Linked DNA regions of Mus musculus: all the other regions are linked to region 1. Evidence: chromatin contacts called from public Micro-C and promoter capture Hi-C data. All regions are on one chromosome and are shown on one strand. The core of a region is the stretch at or near the end of the contact, and the rest is flanking DNA. Distances in the headings are between cores, read along the strand shown.

What was found. A called contact is a pair of places that touch in the nucleus more often than the background predicts. Capture Hi-C pulls out chosen DNA fragments and counts their contacts.
Region 2: a promoter capture Hi-C map of adipose tissue shows a contact between it and region 1. The contact joins two enhancer-like sites. A contact is called at or near these places in 2 of 39 promoter capture datasets (the 3T3-L1 cell line and macrophages), 1 of 15 datasets of contacts at CTCF or cohesin (large pre-B cells), 12 of 484 Hi-C or Micro-C datasets (8-cell embryo, the AML12 cell line, B cells and 9 more), 4 of 115 datasets of contacts at active chromatin or transcription factors (CD8 T cells, embryonic stem cells and extraembryonic endoderm stem cells) and 4 of 9 other capture datasets (adipose tissue, embryonic stem cells, liver and 1 more).
Region 3: a contact with region 1 is called in a Micro-C map of granulosa cells, with 1.8 times the contacts expected there. The contact joins two enhancer-like sites. A contact is called at or near these places in 7 of 15 datasets of contacts at CTCF or cohesin (CD8 T cells, the NIH/3T3 cell line, embryonic stem cells and 3 more), 100 of 484 Hi-C or Micro-C datasets (the 3T3-L1 cell line, the AML12 cell line, B cells and 61 more), 13 of 115 datasets of contacts at active chromatin or transcription factors (CD8 T cells, the HPC-7 cell line, the NIH/3T3 cell line and 6 more) and 4 of 9 other capture datasets (adipose tissue, embryonic stem cells, liver and 1 more).

The regions. Positions count from the first base shown.
Region 1 is chr4:109,172,467-109,175,886 of GRCm38.p6, forward strand. All of the region lies in intron 1 of Osbpl9 (oxysterol binding protein-like 9), which reads right to left. Among named protein-coding and RNA genes, the nearest start is that of Gm46867, 28 kb to the right of the region's middle. Within about 2 kb of position 1,410, at least 60 of the 459 cell types and tissues checked have an H3K27ac peak or open chromatin away from gene starts, as enhancers often do. A contact at or near this core is called in adipose tissue and granulosa cells, where this site is marked.
Region 2 is chr4:109,104,331-109,107,964 of GRCm38.p6, forward strand. The region is part of intron 4 of Osbpl9 (oxysterol binding protein-like 9); the gene reads right to left. Among named protein-coding and RNA genes, the nearest start is that of Gm52703, 27 kb to the right of the region's middle. Within about 2 kb of position 1,866, at least 64 of the 459 cell types and tissues checked have an H3K27ac peak or open chromatin away from gene starts, as enhancers often do. A contact at or near this core is called in adipose tissue, where this site is marked.
Region 3 is chr4:109,047,138-109,050,920 of GRCm38.p6, forward strand. It overlaps Nrd1 (nardilysin, N-arginine dibasic convertase, NRD convertase 1), which reads left to right. Exons shown (of 31, transcript NM_146150.3): 18 at 460-579; 19 at 1,930-1,981; 20 at 3,702-3,783. Among named protein-coding and RNA genes, the nearest start is that of Gm32581, 30 kb to the right of the region's middle. Within about 2 kb of position 1,299, at least 24 of the 459 cell types and tissues checked have an H3K27ac peak or open chromatin away from gene starts, as enhancers often do. A contact at or near this core is called in adipose tissue and granulosa cells, where this site is marked.

The DNA.
Region 1 (3,420 bases), core at 160-2,659:
GCAGGGAAATTACCAGCTTTTAAATGAAAGTAGTTTGCCATCTATTCAAACCAACCTGAACACAGAACTTTACACACATCCTCAGTGCACACAGCCACTGCAATGTCTATCCCTCTCCATGTCCCTTCACTACAGACCAGCATTGAGTGTAAGAATCTCTCCCCATGATGAGGACAAGAGGGAGGGACCACACTTTCCGTGCAATCCCCAGATGTCATGTCTCCTTTTCTGTTTTGCAGCCACTCATCAAAGTGCCTTAGCCATCTGGTCTGGATTCTCACCCTTGAGTGCCCAGCCTCCTGTGTGTTCCTTGATTGGGGCATGTACAGCCTTTGGGGCATTCCTAGGAGGGTGAGAAGTCTATCTTGGCTTATTGTATGCTCTAGTGCAGTGTCTGGTATACATTAGGTGCTCAAAAAGCATATCCTGGTGAGACACTGTTGTCCCTTCTGTCCCCTCACTAGCCTGGGTGGAACTCAGGCTGTTACAGGAAGCATAGAGCTGACATCCAGGAAATAAATGCTCCTGGAAATTAATTGGCCACCCTAAGTAAAATCTAGGAGAGGGATTGTAATACATATGTAATACTTGTAGAATAATTGATATTTTCCACTTCCCACCTGTATGAAAAAAAAAAATCAAAACAAGCAGACTCCATGTGACTGTACAATTGTCCTGCTTGAAGCCCCAGACACCTATAACCTCCAAATTTCTAAGCGATGGGAATTCATGTTCAGAAGTGATTGCTGATATTCTGAAGACAGTCTGCTTTTATTTTTGCAAACACAGATAGATAATTTAGGGGGAAAATACCGGGCATGATCAAAGAGTTCCTTACTAATAGGGCAACTAATAAAAGCATTGCTAAGAGAGGCATTCTTAAGCACTTAATAGCCCTTTTATGGAACTATATTTATCTTCTCTCCAAAACAATAAAGACATGATACAAAAACATTCATTAGGTTAGAATACAACCAATGAGATTAGAATGCAAAGCTATTCACATACACACTCTCCTCTCCTCTCCTCTCCTCTTCCCTTCCCTGCCCTCCCTTCCCCTCCTCCCCCATCTCCTTCATCCTTGAGCCGCCTGCATTGTAAAGCAGTTTTTAAAATCACAAGACACAAGGCCAGACAGGCCAATGATGTTGCTTCCATTTGGATTATGAATTACAAAACACTAAAACAACTGGAAGCAATTACACAAATAGCTGAGGAACTGCTCAGGCGAATCAGAATATGGAGCATTCTACAAAATAACCGACGATAAAAAAATAGTCTCACACAAACAATCCAAACACAAGAGCACAGAAAGCACAAAGGAGCAAGGACAGAGAGCAACTCTGAATCCAGAGATCCAGAGTGGGGGCCCGGGCTGCAGCAGTGAAGCTTGCTGGCTCCTGGGTAAGGCACTGGCAGCACACTAGGGACCTGAGCTCCATCCGGCACCACCCCTCTGCGGCTCCTTCTTCAGTAAGCTGTCTCCTTTGCCTGTTAATATCTCCCCGAGCCTGTTGGATTCTTTCTTCAGGAACACAATAATCTGGAACACTCCAGGTGGTGCCCCCTGAACTCTGTTATCGAGACCAGCCCAACTGCTCTCAAGTCTAGGTCTGGATGATCCTCACGAGCTCCAGGCCAGCTTGGGCTACATACGGAGACTGTTTCAAAATAAAGATAAATATGTCAAGCAAACCAGAACAAAATAATCTTGCAGTCCAAAAGCTCCCACCATTCCTGTGGCCCAGCCTGACTTTCCAGCTCCCTGAACCAGCCAGTCCTTCATGCCTAAGGGCTTTGACAGACTGTTCTCTTGCCTGCAGTGCCTGCCCATGTTCCAGGTTCCTTAACAAGCTAATCCTGCTTACCCTCAGGAAATTCTAGCTGAGGCCCTGGACTACATTATAACCATTCCTGCCAAAAAGCCATTTTTAAAAGACAATCTTTCCCTTCATAATATTGTGGGGAAATAAAACTTCCCTGGATTTCTCTGCGTTCTAATCAAAAGCTGTAGAGCATGTCATAATAATTAATTTTTTCATTTTTCTCTGATCTCAAAGAATAACAAATATTTTCTTTCCCAGTGGAGTGTGAAAATTATATCCTGGAATAGGAAAGTCATTTTAAGAGCATGTAAGAACCACTCAGCTCAATGTATTAAATCTGTTGCCCAACAGGGGTTCTGAATCGCTTTAGTCTGAGGCTATGTTTTCTTACTTTAGATGAACTTCAGGATTCCACTTAAGAAGCCATCCATAGGGGCTGGAGAGATGATTTGGAGCCTAAGCGCACGGGTGGCTCTTGCAGAGAGCCTGGGTTCAGTCCCCAGCACCACATGGTGTCTCACAATCACTGTAACTCCACTTCCAGGGACTGAACACCCTCTTCTGGCCTCTATGGGCACTGTACACATCAGGTACTTAAGTGCATGCAAGCATATACATAAAATAAAATTTTTAAAGTTTTTTTTTTTTAAATCTTCAAGGGCCAGCAAGATGGTTCAGTGGGTAAAACTGCTTGCTACAAAAGCCCTACAACTTGACCTAGATCCCTTGGTGGGAGAAGAGAACTGATTCCCAAAAGTAGTCTTCAAGCCTATGCCTTGGACACATCTGCTATACAACACACACATACACACCATTTATAGTAAATAAAATTTTTTAAATCAAGAAACATTCAAAATATTCTCCATTTAGGCTCCAAAGCTGCAGATACCATTTATATGAAAGTTATTCTTTAAATGTACAAAATAATTTCAATTCCCTATAATTTCTAGAGTTAGTTATAAGAATATATATAATACACACACACACACACACACACACACACACACACATATCCACAGATAAAGAAGGTACTATAGACCGCACAGTTTAATAAAATGAGGTGGCTGTGGGAAAATGCTGAAATTCAGCTTTGCCAGATCCCTTCTGTTCTCAGACTTTAGTTTCCCTGTTGGTAAAATGGAGACATGACTCACCCTCAAGAGGTAGTCCCAAGTACTTACTACAGAAATCATGCAGTACCCCTGTTTATGCCCCCTTTTTGCTCCTACCTTAAATAAACAAACACAGACTGTAGTGATGTTCTTTAAAACTAGACAGGTACAATTCTCGTGAGCAACAAATTTTATCAGAGGTCAAAGTGTAATCATCCAGACAGGAGCAAAGATACTCTACAGAAAGGCACATGTGCCTCTTCCCTGCTATCAGACTTTTGAAACAATAGACTCCAAGGAATTGGAATTTCTCAGGAACCCTGGTGCCAGCAGAGAGATGTATTTATCAGAGAGATTTCACACAATGCTAACTTTAGCAAGACAGAGCTGTAACCAAAAGCCAGTGAAAGGTTGGTGAGGGGCAGGACTACACCATGACTCAGCTGCTTAGTTAAGCATGCCTCTTGCCTCTATTGAAATCT
Region 2 (3,634 bases), core at 616-3,115, 68 kb before region 1:
CAATGTATTCATAATCCAGATAAAAAAATTCATGGTAAAAACCATTCTTTTAGGTTTTGTTTGTTTTAAGCCAAGGTCTCACTATGCAATCCTGACTGCCCTGAAACTAGCTATGTAGACCAGGCTGGCCTCGAACTCACAGGAGACCTGCCTGCAACCGCCTCCCAAATGCTGGGATTAAACATCTTGGACCACCTCCACCAGGCTAAACGCTTCCATTTTTAAAGCTATCCAGAGAACTACAACTGTTTGCTGAGCAGAGTGGCGTTCACACATCACCCTTCACAGGAGGATGAGCTCCTGCTAACTTATACACCTGAGAATGAGGAGGAGGCCTGGCTTGGGTTTTGTTTTGTTTCAAGAATATAATGGCGTAATTAGCAATAATGTAACAATCAGGACCCAGTTAGCATCAGGTAAATACACGATTCTTACTCAGCAGTTTGAAAGAACAACTGCACAATCAAGAGTAAACTGAAGAATCTGCCACAAGAGGAGGAAAAGTGGTCTTTAAAAAAATTTCCTCTTCTAAATTCATTTAGAGTTCTTAGAATTCTGTCAACAATTAATTAACAGAATCTTTTAAACAAATCAATAAAATTCTGCTACAGAAGAGAAACAATATTTAAACTTCAAGTCTGAACCCTCCCTCAGTTCTTCAGAAACCACCCTTAGTTGTTTCCCAGCTGAGTCCCATGCACTGTCCTCCCAGCCCCCGATACCCTTCCACGACTTCCCTTTCCCAGCAGAACCAACTGAGCTTCACAACCTCACCACACACATCTCACTGATGCAGTTTTCTTTTTGGAATGCTTATAGGAGGTTTATAATGGAATTCATCAGCCTAAAATCACAGAACTGGCCTGACTTCCCCTGCACATCAATCCAAAAGTTTGCAGATGTGCTTTAAAGGCCCTCTACAGTCAACTCATCTACCACCAATGGAATAATGTTTACAAATTCATCAATAGCATGAACAGGTGACAGTAATAACACTGTTCTTAAATTGACTAAGAATGCACTAAAATTACCACTAGTTTCACTCTCAGTCACTGACTCTATCTTCCCAGTCTCTGAGTCATCTTGTCTCTCCTTGAGTATCTCATGAATGGCAAGAGATAAAACCTGCTGAATTTTTATTTAAAAAAAAAAAAGTTGAAGAGATGGCTCAGTGGCTCAGAGTGCCAGCTGCTCCCCACAAACTTCAGTTCCTGGTGATTCTGTGCCCTTTTCTGGCCTCCCCAGGCACTGTATGCATATGAATCAGCAAGTTTATGTGCACATGCACACACAGACACTAAAAACTGCACTATATACCTGTTCTTCTTTCTAGCCAACATTAGAACAGTGAGGCATTAGACTTATTCATACTGGTCCTTTGTTAGTAAATTTTTTAAAAAAACTTGTATTTATTGAGCATTTATATGTACACACACACACACCCCACTACACGTGTGTGGTCAGAAAGCAGCCTCCGGGAGTCAGTTTTGTTCTCCTTCATGTAGATTCTGGGAATTTAAATCAGATCATCAGGTTTTGCATCAGTGGCCATCCTGCTGGTCCTAGAGACTTCTTTTTAAACAAGACTAAGAATATACATTGTTCCCAAGCAGAGTATGGTCTATCTTCCTTTGAAAGGAAAGGAAACAGGGCAGACTCTGAAAAACTGATTTCACCCTTCTAGAGAGCAGTGTAGGAGTCACATAGATGCATTCGGTAGTACTCTGCACTTGCCCTATCTAACACTGTACACGTTACTGTCTGACTTCTCTGAAGAAAGACAGAGAAGACAGGAACTGTGCCATTCACTCACTAGCACCCTCCAGGGCTGTCTCAGTGCCAGCTGCATGCATGTGGCACCAGTTGTACCAGCTGTCAGCTGCTGCTACCCATGTGCCTGCAATCTCTGTACTTCCATTCTCTCCCCCCTTTCCTTTCTTCTCTTGTCAGGTCCTTCAGCAGTAACTGAAGTGACCATACTGCAGTGCGGTAGTCAGGGCCTCTGCTCTCTGGCTCACTATGCTGATGTTCATTACAGTTCATTACATGTCAGTGTGTACAGGAATTCACTTTATGTTTTAACTAAACACTCATAATCCTAGCACGTAGAGGGAAGATTAAGAATTCTGGGCAGTCAAGACTCTCTCAAAACACTAAAACACATTTTTAAAAAGTTTAAAAGCAGTTACAGAGAAACAAATACAAAATGGTTTATGATATAATAAGAAAATTGAATCAGTATTTTCTAATTTGTAAAATACAGGACTAGCTTAATATTCTTAGAAGACACCTAAAAGCTAACATGTTGGCAAATTAAATCAATTTCCTATTAATGATTCTAGGTGGGACATGAAACAGAGAACAAAATGTTCCACTCCCATTAAAAAGAACACTGTAAGGGGTGCCCTTAAATCCCAAGGTACATGCAAATCATAACTTGCTTTGGCTACTTTCCTAGTAAGACTTTTGAAGCAGGCAGTAGAAGCTTTTAAAATAACTCCTGCTGACAGTGACAGACTAATAGCAAGGGTCAAAGTGACCAAAGGTGACTTAAGGTCTTCTTCCCAGAATCAATAATTAAGAAACTTATGGGTAGCCTTTAATTCCAGTTTAATCCCAGCATTTAGGAGGCAGAGACAGGTGGATCTCTGGTTTGAAGCCAGCCTTGTCTACAGACTGAGTTCCAGGACAGGCAGGGCTTCACAGAGAAACCGTGTCTCGAAAAACAAACAAACAAGGAAAGAACGAAAGGAGCTTCTGGGTAGCTGGAACTGAGAGAGGACTAAAAGGAAGACCGAGTAGTAACACAAACTCAAAACAATGACAGACAGTTTGCTATATGCAGTATTTTTTTTAAACAGTACAAAATAGTATACAATAAAAAATATGTTCTCCCCACAAAAGAAAGGGAAGCCTAGAATCCCAGCATCTGTTAGGTGGAGGCAGGAGGTTCACAAGTTCAAAGCTAGCCTGAGCTACATTAGTTCCTTCCTCAAAACAATTTGTTTAGGGCTGGAGAGATGGCTCAGTGGTTAAGAGCACTGGCTGCTCTTCCAAGGTCCTGAGTTCAATTCCCAGCAACCACATGGTGGCTCACAACCATCTGTAATGGCATCCAATGCCCTCTTCTGGTGTGTTTGAAGAGAGCGACAGTTTACTCACATACATAAAATAAGTAAATCTTTTAAAAAAATGTTTCAAATACATATCTATCTATCTATATATGTATGTATTTGAAATAAATTGTTCATATAAGTCTTCCTAGAAAGTTTAAAATAATAGAGAACATCATTAGTAGTAAAACTACAAAGGGGAAAAACAGGTTAAAATTTTAACAAAGAAAAACCCACCTAATAAAAGTAAGTAAGAATATTGGCATTTTAATTAGCAAAACAAATACCTTAAAATTAATGAAATTTTATGCAAATGCAATTTAATTAACATAAAGGCACCTGCAAAGTCTATGTTAATAACTGGAGCATGACACATTTGCGATGACCTCTCACCCAATCAAAGAAGCAGAGGGAATACTTACGATTTAATCACTTACAATTATTTTTGAAAATTCAAGAACTGGAGAGATACCAGAAGACTGGAAAAAAGCAAGTGTGGTACTGATCTTCCATAAAGGTAA
Region 3 (3,783 bases), core at 49-2,548, 130 kb before region 1:
TTGGAACCACTGGATCTTGAGTTACAGATGGTTGTGAGCTGCCATGCGGTTACTAGGAATTGAACCCAGGTCCTCAGAAGAGCAGCCAGTGCTCTTAACCGCTGAGCCATCTTTCCAGCCCATAAATTAACTATCTTTTATCTACATGCTAATTAAACAGTTTGCCAGTAATTTGAAATAACAAAAGGTGGTATTTGAGCAGAACTATTTGGCAAAAGCAGAACTTAAACTTGGCAAAAGATTATTCTTCTTGAAGAACCTATTCATTCATTGCGTTATACAAGTGTCCAGACCCAAAGGCCACCCTCTCCTAATTAACGGTTACTTGGGAAAGGGAGGCTGAGTGTACAGAGATAAGAATCTGCTGTTGGGAATGAGATAGCTTTAGTTTCCATCTAATTTAAGGCCATGTGTACATTGCATTTGAAAATATGATCACTCTTTTGTTCTTATTGTTAGCCACGGACTTTACGTTGAAGGCTTTTGATTGCCCTGAAACTGAATACCCTGCTAAAATTGTCAATACCGCACAAGGCTGCTTGTGGTATAAGAAAGACAACAAATTCAAAATCCCCAAAGGTGAGATAAAGTAGAGAAAGCTTCCTCTTCTGAGGCAGCCTCTGTTCCTGTTGCCTACTCCTCTCCCTTTGAAGCCCCCTTTACAGTTATAGGCTAACAGTGTGCACCTGTGCTTATGGGAGTGTATACAGACACTCTGCCTTCCAGAAGTAGACAGTCAGCTCTGGGCTGGTGAGCTGGCCCAGCAGCTAAAGGCACTTGATACCAAGCCTGATGCCTGGCTTTGGGCCGGCATGGTAGGAGGTGAGAACCAACTTCTAGGAATTGTCCTCTGACCTTCACAGAAGAATTGTCCTCTGACCTGAACACACACACACACACACACATACATAACTAAAAAATCCAATTCTAGAAAGAAGCTATTTTTAAAGATTTTTCCTTTCAGATAAATTAGTACCAGTTATTTCATAAACTTAGGATTAATAGTATTATTTAGACATTTTTTCTTTTTTTTCGAGACAGGGTTTCTCTGTGTAGCCCTGGCTGTTCTGTAGACCAGGCTGGCCTTGAACTCATAAATCCACCTGCCTCTGCCTCCCAAGTGCTGGGATTAAAGACACTACATTATTTTTAAAAATGGAATAAGATATGAGGAGAATCATTCCTAGATATGATAGGAAGCCTAATCTAGAACTGTAAAGGGAAATCTTCCCTACTGCTTATCTCTGCCTTTTGCTTTTAGCGTGTCTCCTGTGGGGTAAACACACCCTCTAAATTCCTTTGACTTTAAGTCATGGCCAAACCGTGTTGTTCTTGGAATCATACTCTGGACCTAGACAGTCTCCCTTTCACCTTCTCTCCTCCCCTTTCTCTAGAACGTCACGTAATGTGTGACCCAGGCCAGTCTACACATGGCAAGCCTGTGCCTCAGTCTCCCAGGCTTTGGGATTTGGGGCTGTCTCCTCACAGTTTTTCTTGACTGAATCATAAGATTTAAAAACGGTTATTGCCGTTCATTCAGCGTCTCTAGGAAAAGGCTTCATGGCACCTTCCCATGGACACCGAGCTGCTTGATTGATAAATGTTCCTAACGTGTAAACTTCTATAAATATTTTTGCCTGTCTCAAGTTAATGATAAATATGGTTATTCATAGACCTTTTTGTATGTGTCTGATATTCCTGTAGGTTAAAGTGTGCTTCTATGATACTTAATTGGAATGGTGAGAAACACCCTTTAAAAGCTTTAAGAATAAAAATAACGTAGGGATAAAAGAGAATAGACATGTAACGAGGCTTTAGGGACTAGTAGTTTATTTTGAACTTAAAAGCCCCATTAAAAGAAAATAATAGGTGTTAAGATATTTGAGGCCTCTGACCTTTTATATTTTATCCATGGTCTTTTTCTTTCAGCATATATACGATTTCATCTGATCTCACCTTTGATACAGAAATCTGCAGCAAAGTGAGTGTTTGGTTTTTGTTTGTTTGTTTTTTCCCTCCAGAGAAAGGGAGAGGGAGAGGGAGGGGAGAGGGGAGAGGAGAGGGGAGAAGAGAGAGAGAGAGAGAGAGAGAGAGAGAGAGAGAAAGAGAAAGAGAAAGAGAAAGAGAAAGGAAAATGATTGACTGTGCGGGCTAGTTTTACGTATGTCAACTTGCCACAAGCTAGAATTCTTTTGTAGAAGAGGGAACCTCAAGTGTGAAAATGCCCACCAGACTGGCCTGTGGGAAGCCTGTGGTGCATTTTCCTGATTGCCAGTCGATGTCAGTGGTGCCACTCGTGGGCTGTTGGTCCTTCATGCTCTAAGAAAGCAGGCTGAGCAGACCCTAAGAAGCAAGCCAGTATGCAGCACTTGCCCATGGCCTCTGCATCCAGGTTCCTGCTCCGTTTGAGTTCCTGTCCTGGCTTCCTTTGATGATGGACTGTGATGTGGAAGTGTGAGAGAATAAACCCTTTCCTTCCCAAGCTGCTTTTGGTCACAGTGTTTATCACAGCAGTGATAACCCTACCTAAGAAGCTGGTGCCAGGAGTGGGATGTTGCTGTGACAGACTGGACCCTGTTTCCAGGAGGATTCTGGAAGGACTTTTGAACTTTGGGCTAGAGAAGCCACTTACGTGTTCAAAGCTTGGTGCTCTGTTCTGGGTCCTTGGAGGGACATCTCTGAGATGCAGATGACATGCCTGGCTCGTGAAGTTCCCAAGAGAAGCATAGATGCTATTGGGCCTCTTGTGTGATATTTTGAATTTGTGGTGTCTGGTTAGTTGGAGCTGAAGGAGCAGCCGTGGTAAGAAGCAATGAGTGCTGTGGAGGCAGACTCTTCTGGGAGGCACTTCCTCGGGGCCAGCACGTGCTGACGTTTTTCTCGTTATTGGAAAGCAGTTTTATCTCAGTCTGAACAGTTGGTGATTTTCTAGTTCAGCACTTGAGCTATGCTAGCTGTTTGTTTATTTTTTGTGCTCTAAACAGATTAGGAAAACTTGTAAGCAGATCACCGTTACCGGACTGGGAAAGGCCTTGACATTCAGCCCTCACTGTGAACTAGGGGTATAGCCGTCAGGCTGGCTCCTTGTCTGCAGAGAAGACTGGCTGAGTTTCTGCTATCTAGCCCTTAAAGACCTTCAGTGTTTTAAGATTTATTGTATTTTAAATTATACGTGCTTGTATGCATCTGGGAGTGGGTAGCGTTGCATGTGGGCGCAGGTTCTGGAACAGTCTAGAAGAGGATGTTGCATCCCCTTGAGCTGAGATTATAAGCAAATAAGAACTGCCTGCTGGGGATGCCGGCGGTTGAACTTACTGAGCCGTCTCTCCAAACCCAACTTCCAGACTTTTAATTATACCTTGTTCTTTACAAATTATTCATGTATTTATGTAGGTAACTGCACTGTGGGAGAGCAGGGGCTTGCTGTCTGTTTGGGCCTGGATGCTTCTGATGTTGCTTCATTCCCTCGTGTGTGTGCACATTGTCTTTTTCTATTGGTGTGTGACAGGAAGAGATTAGGGAGACTACCGTGGGTGGTCTTGGGCTGTCCCTGTGAGGCTGACGTCATGATTGGACATTGTGGTTGAGTAGACAATTAGCACCTTACTAAAGGTGAAGTTTCCTAGTCTGATAGGAAGAAAGCAACTTTTTCTTGTCTTTCCTGCCAATCAGTGACGTTAGCTGCGTTCTGTATTTTCCAGTGTTGTCCTCTTTGACATCTTCGTGAATATTCTTACGCACAACCTTGCCGAACCCGCCTATGAAGCTGATGTGGCACAGCTG